Linked DNA regions of Mus musculus: all the other regions are linked to region 3. A link is a contact called in public HiChIP or PLAC-seq and promoter capture Hi-C data. All regions are on one chromosome and are shown on one strand. The core of a region is the stretch at or near the end of the contact, and the rest is flanking DNA. Distances in the headings are between cores, read along the strand shown. Region 1 holds the start of Tnfrsf22 (tumor necrosis factor receptor superfamily, member 22). Region 2 overlaps Ifitm10 (interferon induced transmembrane protein 10). Region 3 holds the start of R74862 (expressed sequence R74862).

The links. Promoter capture Hi-C pulls out the DNA fragments that hold promoters and counts their contacts. HiChIP or PLAC-seq counts read pairs in DNA pulled down with a chosen protein or histone mark.
Region 1: a contact with region 3 is called in a promoter capture Hi-C map of pre-B cells, with 4 times the contacts expected there. The contact joins the promoter of Tnfrsf22 here to the promoter of R74862 in region 3. A contact is called at or near these places in 2 of 39 promoter capture datasets (pre-B cells and stem cell-derived epiblast-like cells).
Region 2: an HNF4G HiChIP or PLAC-seq map of pancreatic cancer cells shows a contact between it and region 3. The contact joins the enhancer-like site here to the promoter of R74862 in region 3. A contact is called at or near these places in 2 of 39 promoter capture datasets (erythroid cells and liver) and 1 of 115 datasets of contacts at active chromatin or transcription factors (pancreatic cancer cells).

Annotation. Positions count from the first base shown.
Region 1 is chr7:143,648,270-143,650,969 of GRCm38.p6, reverse strand. It overlaps Tnfrsf22 (tumor necrosis factor receptor superfamily, member 22), which reads left to right and starts at 1,306. Exons shown (of 6, transcript NM_001311145.1): 1 at 1,306-1,443. The coding sequence starts at 1,339.
Region 2 is chr7:142,362,002-142,364,701 of GRCm38.p6, reverse strand. The region is part of intron 2 of Ifitm10 (interferon induced transmembrane protein 10); the gene reads left to right. Among named protein-coding and RNA genes, the nearest start is that of Ifitm10, 10 kb to the left of the region's middle. Within about 2 kb of position 1,426, at least 46 of the 459 cell types and tissues checked have an H3K27ac peak or open chromatin away from gene starts, as enhancers often do. A contact at or near this core is called in pancreatic cancer cells, where this site is marked.
Region 3 is chr7:143,052,368-143,055,067 of GRCm38.p6, reverse strand. It overlaps R74862 (expressed sequence R74862), which reads left to right and starts at 1,382. Exons shown (of 5, transcript NR_110354.1): 1 at 1,382-2,031. It overlaps Cd81 (CD81 antigen), which reads right to left and starts at 2,318. Exons shown (of 8, transcript NM_133655.2): 1 at 2,002-2,318. The coding sequence starts at 2,067.

The sequences.
Region 1 (2,700 bases), core at 57-2,556, 600 kb before region 3:
GGAAAGCCACTAGCCTCCCCCTGCTCCCGAGCTACTCAGAGACTGGTGGGACAACAGCATCCACAAGTGCACACTCCTCTCCTCTTCCCTTCCTCTACTTTCCCTCTGCTTCCCAAGGGTGGGGGACAGTTCAGCGTGTTGAACTAACCAAACTTTCTAAACACTTGTTTGTGTTTTGATTTGGTTTACTCCTGAGCAGACACCAGCCTGAGGGAAGACAAGAAATAGAAGAGGATCAGGCTGGCCAAGGAATTGGCCGCCCCCACTCCCCAGCCTAGGTGAGGGCAGATGGGCACAGGCTCCACTCCCTGGCCCTAGGGAGAGAGGCAAGAGATGATTTAAAGAGTACCAGGTGCCTGAAGTCACGCTCCTCTTCTTTGGGGCAGCCATTGAAATCCAGGACTCTGAGTCCTCCCTCATTTTAAAGAGGAAGTGGCATTTGGAAGGGAGATGGATGGGGCTGGTAGTGGGCCACTTTTTCGAATACCTGGAGGGGCCGGGTGGAACAGATGAACCAACCCAAGTTCCCTAGAGAAATAAGCGTTCTACTTCCTGTGTTAGGCTAGTAGACTTGGCTTAAATGTCCTGTGTCCCATGAGCTTGGATTGGCACACACAGTGGAGCTAAACACAGTGAAAGGAAGAAGAGGTGAGGGACTCACAGTCCAGGGATGTTCATACAGCCCTCCTCCCCCGACACACACCCCCCAACCCCAGAACTGGAAGAGTGCCTACCAGTCCTGGATATTTTGAGGTCCTCAGAGTCAGCGAGTCCCACACAGCCCCTCAGACCCTGACAGTGAAGCCTTCAGCTGCTGCTCCAGACCATTGACCAGTGAACACTCACAGGAACGCTACAGGGATAGAGTTACTTCAAACTTCTCCGTGTTGAGCTAAGACAGTGTGTGTTGTAGCTTATCTTCCTCTTTTTGTTTGTTGCTTTTGAGAAGGTTTACAGTCTGCTGCAGTCTGACTTTTATAACGATTCCAACAATAGTTCATGCCTCTCCCTCCACTCAGGTCCAGGAAAATTTTTAATTAACTTATAATAAAGAGCAGTATACCGTAATGAAAAACAAACGAAGGCAGAGAATTCGACTTTAACTTGCTGTTTATAACAAATATGATTCTGTTAATAACGTCATAGGCATTTAAAATTACGTTATTTATAGAAAACTAGATATTACTGAGCACTGATTGTGGTGGGAAGGCAAGAGTGGTGGCGCTGGACCCGCCCACGAGATAAGGCAACCATACAGGAACCAATCCGCTGAGGAGAGGCGTGGCCACCACAGCAGCTCCTCCCAGCTGAGCAGCAGCGGCGTGCTTGCACTCGGCCATGTTTGGCTTCTTCTGCAGCTTGGTGTCCAGTCTGAGTCGCTGGTTCCTTTGGCGGCGGCTGCTGCTGCTGCTGCTGCTGCTGCTGCTGAATCTGCCCTTGCAGGTGAGTAGATATGGCCCTGCGGAGCTGAGACTCGCTCTGGGCACCGGATCCCCGGACTGCAGAGGAAAGCTACTGCCGGCGGTGAACTGATGGCGGGCTGTGCCATCAGCCTGGGCATCGCCAACCAACACTTCAGAACTTCGTCTGCTCTTAAGTGGTCCAGAGTTGGGGGATTGAGGAGGTGAAGCAGAGGCAGGGGAATGGCCAAGCGGGTAGCCAGAGAAAGTGTGTCCGGTTGGTCCCTGAGCTCCGGGACAAGGTGGACACGCCTCTCCTCCCTTTCTCATCAGAAAGCGGTCCATCGGAAGGCGACTCCGGAAAGTGCCATTGCGGACTGCAGTGGCCCGCGCGACTGTGCGCCTTGGGTGGGTCCGGCCCGGCTGGTCTTGGGGTGTAGTACTAACTACTACAAAAGGATCTGTGTGGAAGGCCTGGCTATGCCTTTCCTGGGCCTTTCGGGTCTCTGCTAAGTTCGTCCCGAGATCGCTTCTTGTCTCTTTAATCATAAACTGCAGTTAAACCTAAGTTAGTGGGCAGCCTGATCTACATAAGGAGTCTCAAAACCAACCAAACAACCAAACAAAAAACCTAGACGATCCTGTAAATGACATTTTAGTTACAGCCAACTTAATTTTATGTCAATTTTCTCTCATAAGAGTCTTCATCCCAAAAATAGGCAGAAAAAGGTTTATGTTTTATAACCTGTAAGGATATCCATTTTGTAACACATTCAGATCTTTAGTTATAACAACAACAACAACAACAAAATAACCCTTAGATTGTTCTAAGATAGTATCTGAGCAGTCAGAGACCACTTACATGTAATCAGCATTTCTTTAAACCACCTAGGAGCTGGTTAATAGTAATTCTTTGCTAGCTGCTGGTGAGCAGCTTTCACAGAAATGGACCCAGAGGGCATCCAGCTTCCCTGGGAATCTCCTGGGCAAGGGGCCAGAGGATATGCAACTCAGAGGTGACTTCAAAGTTCCCAGCACTTTGAGGGACTTCGAACATATTTCACAGGCAGGTTTCACATGGGATGGCCCTTGACCCTGAAATCTCTTCCCATCCCTATTAGGGCTCTGGGGCTCCATGCCTGCCCAGGCACCGCCTGAAAAGTGGTGCATTTTGTCCTCCAGAAATCCCCAGAAACAATCTAGACAATATTAGGTTGTTTTTGTTGTTGATGTTTTAAGGTTGTTGTAAAGAAAAAATGGTGATCATCTCAAATAATGCCACAAAATGAAGGTACTCCAA
Region 2 (2,700 bases), core at 177-2,676, 690 kb after region 3:
TCTTCATCTAAAATGTGCTATGAGAAGACTGGCTTCCAGGCAGCTAGGAGGAGGGTCTTAAAGCCCATGCCCACAGTGACACATCCACTCCAACTAGGCCACACCTCCTAGTAGTGCCATTCTCTAGGCCAAGCATATACCAACCATCACACCGACCATCTACCTCTTCCATCCTTTGGTCACCCACACTCCTACTATGTACTTTCTTCCCTATCTTATCCCTTCCTCATCCTCTTCTTTCTGTGGACTTGCCCTATGTCCACATGCTTCTCCATCTTGCTTCATTTCTGTGTTTGTGTTGGATGTGTATGTTCATGTACAGTGTGTGTGTGTGGTGTGTGTGTGCATATTTGTATGCATGCCAATCCACATGTGTGTTAGCAAGCACAAATATGAAGGTCAGAAGTCAACCTCAAGGGTCATGCCTTAGAATTCATCCAATTTATAGAAAATATATACACATTTGGGGGGGGGGTTCGAGACAGGGTTTCTCTGTATAACTCTGGCTGTCCTGGGACACACTTTGTAGACCAGGCTGGCCTCAAACTCAGAAATCTGCCTGCCTCTGCCTCTCGAGTGCTGGGATTAAAGGCGTGCACCACCAAGCCTGGCAAATATATACACTTTTGTGTGTGCTTGAAGATACACTCATTGCCATGTATTGTGTGGAGGTCAGAGGACAACCTTCAGGAGTTTATTCTCTCTGTTCACCACGTGGGTCACAGGGACTGAACTCAGGTTGTTCAGCTTGACAACAGATGCCATCATCCATTGAGCCATCTCCTCAGAACTCCACTTTGTCTTGTGAGATAAGTTCTCACTCTGGTACCAGGGGTTCAACAGTTAAGTTTGACTGGGTAGCCATCAAACTCCACAGATCTGCCTATCTCTGTCTCCCTAGAGCTGAAATTATAGGTGTGCACTGCTAGGCCTGAATTTTGAAAAGCATATTTTAAAATTTATTGATTTTGTTTTATGTGCGTGCATATTTTGCTCACGTGTATGGTTGTGCACCATGCATATGCCTGGAGCCCAAGGAGGTCCAAAAGAGGCTGTCTGTCAGGTACCCTGGAACTGAAGTTACAGATGGTTGTGAACCACCCTTTACATGCTGGGAACTGAGCCAGAGTCCTCTGAGACTTTTCTCCAGACCCTGCTGACTTTTTGTTGTTGACATTAAATACGGGTTCCTCAGATCAAATGCAGGTCTTCATGATTGCTTGGCATGGACAGTTTACATGAAAAGAGCAATCTCCCAAGTCCCCATCTTTCTTTACCTGGAAGCTTATGACTGCCCTCCTCCTTCTCGTCATCTCTTTTGTTCCCTCCTATGATGTCACCATTATGGCCACTCATTAAACTGTCTAGCTCACCACATAGTTAGTCATCGACTCATCAGAATGCCCCAGCACTTTCCCACTGGACTTCCCACTTCACATGCAGCAAATAACTGCCCAGTGGATGATGAGGCATAGGCCACGCAGTCCCTGCCCATAGGATCCTTCCCTCTGGCAGGGAACTCAGACCATCACAACACTCATTGAAATGTCGGTGGTAATGTCAGCTGTGAAAACTGAGGAGAGTTGCAGGGATTGCTGTTCCATACAAAGTGGGCTCAGTCAGAAGTTCATGTAAGTGCATTGACTGTAAGCCCAAGGTGGTCCAGGCCAGAGATATGTGTGTCTGAAGAAGTGTGTGTCACAGGATGGGGAAAGTCCTTGCAGAAGCCCAGGGACAAAGTTCCATAGCCTGTGTGGTTGAAACAGGAGAAGGGACCAGACATGCCTGCCTGAGACATAGCTTTGTTTTCCACAGTGAGGGTTTTGTCATCTACTGTGAGTGGGTTCATGTGATGAAGTTTCCATGTGGGGGACAGACTAAGGATGCAGAGAGATGGGGCTGGGAACCCAGGTGGGAAAAGATTCCAAGTGATCCTGAAAGGTGGGTGAGGATGGCTTCTAGTTATACATTCCTTTGGAATGCACAGGGCATTGGTTCTACAGACACCCAAGCTCACAGATGCCCAGGTCCTTATTTAAAACAGCCTAGTGTTTGTTTAGATCCCACACACTTGCTCACATGCTCTCCAGATGACATAAAACCTCATTAAAAGGAAGGGCAGTTATTGTTCTACTGTACCGTATCACTTAGGGAAGCGGGGAACCCACACTTGTTCAGTACAGAGTCTACTTTGTCAGATATAATTTTCTCTGAAGCTCAATTGAATCTACAGACAAGGAGCTCCCAGGCCTGAGACCCAGACAACACTCTATCCTGATGGAGCTTCAGGGCAAAAGGAACTAGAGGAGGCTGGCGATGCTTGCATGGACTGTTCTCACCCAATCAGTCTAAAATGCACAGGTGCTGTTCACACAGGAGTGAGGCATCATGGGAGGAGCGGTCTTCATCTCTGCTATGAATCTGCCAGTTCGTGCCCTGAGCTTCCACCATTCATGTCCTACCCAGCTGCCTGCTTCCTCAAAAATGTCAGTCACACCTAGATCTACTCACATATTCCCATTTCCGGTCATGGAGCATACATTGTCTTTTCTTTCTCTTTCCTCTGCTCCGTGTTCACCTGTTAGTCTGCCCCGCTGCTCTCTTCTGCCTACCTACTAGCTACCTCATCTCCCCCACCCTGACTCTTTATCCCCCCTGAGTCTCCCATTTACCTTTAGCAAGACAACCATAAGCTATCAA
Region 3 (2,700 bases), core at 133-2,632:
GGTGGGGCTCCCCAAAGGTTCAATTTCATGATATCAGGGAACTATCAGCCACAGTACAAACCTTGCCACACGAGGGACAAAAGGAGTCCCTCTGCCAGGGTGGTGTCCACCAGTTGTAGCCTGGTTCTGCTCCACATCCCTATCCACTGTGGGGCCAACATGAGTAGGGAGGAGAGGTCTGTGGGATTGTGAAAGGCTACAGTTTTCACTGTTCTGCAGTCAGTAGGCAGGTCCCTGGGAGCAGGGAGAGGCTTCAGAACCGTTTCCTGGAGCCTCAATAGAGACCCCAGGGACATGTTGGGACTCCACCCCAGCTGCCTGGGAAACGAGCAGCTTCACCCAGCCTCAGCACTCCAGGGAGTCTGAGGGTCTAGCGCTTGGATCAGGTGGGTGAGCAAAAAAAGAAAAAAAAGAAAGAAAGAAATACCCTACAGGATCCTGACATCCCACATCTGAAGAATAATGGGGGTGGGGTGGGGTGGATAACACACTTCTTGAGGGTGCATTCAATTCCTTGCATGGTTCAGAGTAGGCAAGCACTGTCCAACATGACTACCCAGTCGAGACCCCAAGGCATGCCCGGGCAGAGCAAGTTTAACCCCATCGCCCATGCTGCTCCCTAGAATGTGTTCTCTGGAGTCACCGTGACTGACAATCTTGGTCCCTGCAGCACCGCGTGAGCATACATAGCCCCAGCTGAGTTCAGCCCAGTTCCTGCCCATCCCCAACGTCTTATTCCCCTCCACCCCACCCTGACCCGCCCTGGGATCTTCAGCAGTCCTCGATGGAAAACAGGTGTCCCCTGTCCAACACACTCACTCCAGGGGCCGTTGTACAAGTTTGCCCTCTCAGGAACAACTTTAGAGAAACATTGTCTTGGCATAACCTCATTTCTTCCTGGGAAGGAGGGTGGTGGGAACAGCAGTCTGTGCACTGCAGCAGGGAGGGTGGCACCACTGTCCAGAGGAGTGGCCAGCACTGCTCACTCAAGTGCCCGCAGGCAGGTCTGTTAAGACTCCCCATTCCCAACCCAGTTAGGAAATGGAAAGAAGCCCATACCACCAATGGCTACTCCCCAGCAGTGAAGACAGTCAGGACCCAGGGACACTTGGAGACCCTCTTATACCCATGTCTCCTTTCCAAGATGACCAAATGGGTGTGCACTTCTTTCCAAAGTGGAGAGCCCAGCTTAGATCCTGTATATAGGAAAAGATCCTAAGCTCCTGGTTTGTACAGATCCCAGATCTTTGCAACACCCTGGCCTTCACCAACTCAGAACTGCATACCCTCTTCCTCTCAGGATCTAAGGGTCAGGCCGGGGCTGTAATCTGTGCAGGAGACGACAGGCAAGGAGGAGGGGCAGCTGGGGGAATGGGGGTGGGGGTGGCCAAGAACTGGGGCACCGTGCGCAGCAGCACGCGGCCCGGGCTGCCCTGCCTTCTAGGCCTGGAGCTCGAGCCCCCAGGGTGGCAATACCAAGCTGGAGGGTAAGCAAGGGTGGAGTAATAGTGGGGTTGAGGTCTCCGAGGCAAGTACGGAGCGTGCCCCCACCACTTCGAGGCCGCCTATCCAGGGGCGGTGGCTAGGATGAGCTCATGGGGGCGGGGCGCCAAGATCCCGCCCTTCTCGACCCCCCTCACTGCTCGCGATGCAGGATGGTCCCCAAAACAACATTCAGGAGGGTGCGAGTACCCCCTTCATAGCTGAGGGCTCTTGATTACCTGGCTCTAGCCCGCAGACTCTTGCACCAGTTCCCAGCACTCAGAGGGGACAGGCCAGCGATCCCCTGATTTCCCGGCCCCAGAAGCCCCTCGAGCCGAGGCCCAGAAGCTCAGCCCTCGGCCTCAACCCGCTGGCGAGGGGCGCCAGGACCCCGATCGGCGCACGGAGCCCACAGGTGGCGCCGCAACTTCGCGGTTGCGCTGCGCCTTCTCAGCAGGGCCTAGCGCGCTGCCCAGCCTGGCTACCGTGGGGTGCGCCCTGTCCCCAGTGGCTGCTCACCCAGAAGACGAAATTGAAGACGAAGAGCAGGTATTTGATGCATTTGGTGCAGCCCTCCACCCCCATGGCGGTGCGCGGCCTGCGGAGCTTGGATTGGTCCTGGAGCGGGCGGTATGGGGACGCAGTACCGGGGTCCGGGACTGGCAGATAGCCTGGAGCGCTTGCGGGCCGGAGAACTGCGTTGCGGAGAATGAGACGTAGGGTAGAGAAGGGCTGGAGGCCTAGCCGGAGGCGCGAGAGTCACTATCTCTTTGAAGCAAGGACGCGCTCGCTCGGACCGGGCGCGCGCGCCTAGCTCCTCACTCTTTATAGACCTCTAGGTCCCGCCCCTCCGAGGCCCCGCCCAGAGGACGCTCCACCCCTGGCCCCGCCTTCCGCCCGCGGGGTGCCCGGACCAGGGGTACTTGGGTGGGTGCTGCCACCTCAGTCCCAGAGTAAGCGTTCTGGAACTTGGTGCAGCTGGTTCTTGGGGACTCGGTGCACTGTGCGTGCGCAGGATGAATCTCCAAGTTTCTTAAGGGTTCCCAACCCTCGGGGCAGGCTTCTGGGTCGCGACTAAGAACTGGCCACAAGATACTGCCCCAAAGAAGCCACACTTACTTCCTCCGGTACTCGGACGCCTTGGACTTTCCCGGAGGGTACCCTAGTGGAGGTGTCTCGACAGTAAAGAGTCTTAAAAGTTAACATGTTTTGTGTATA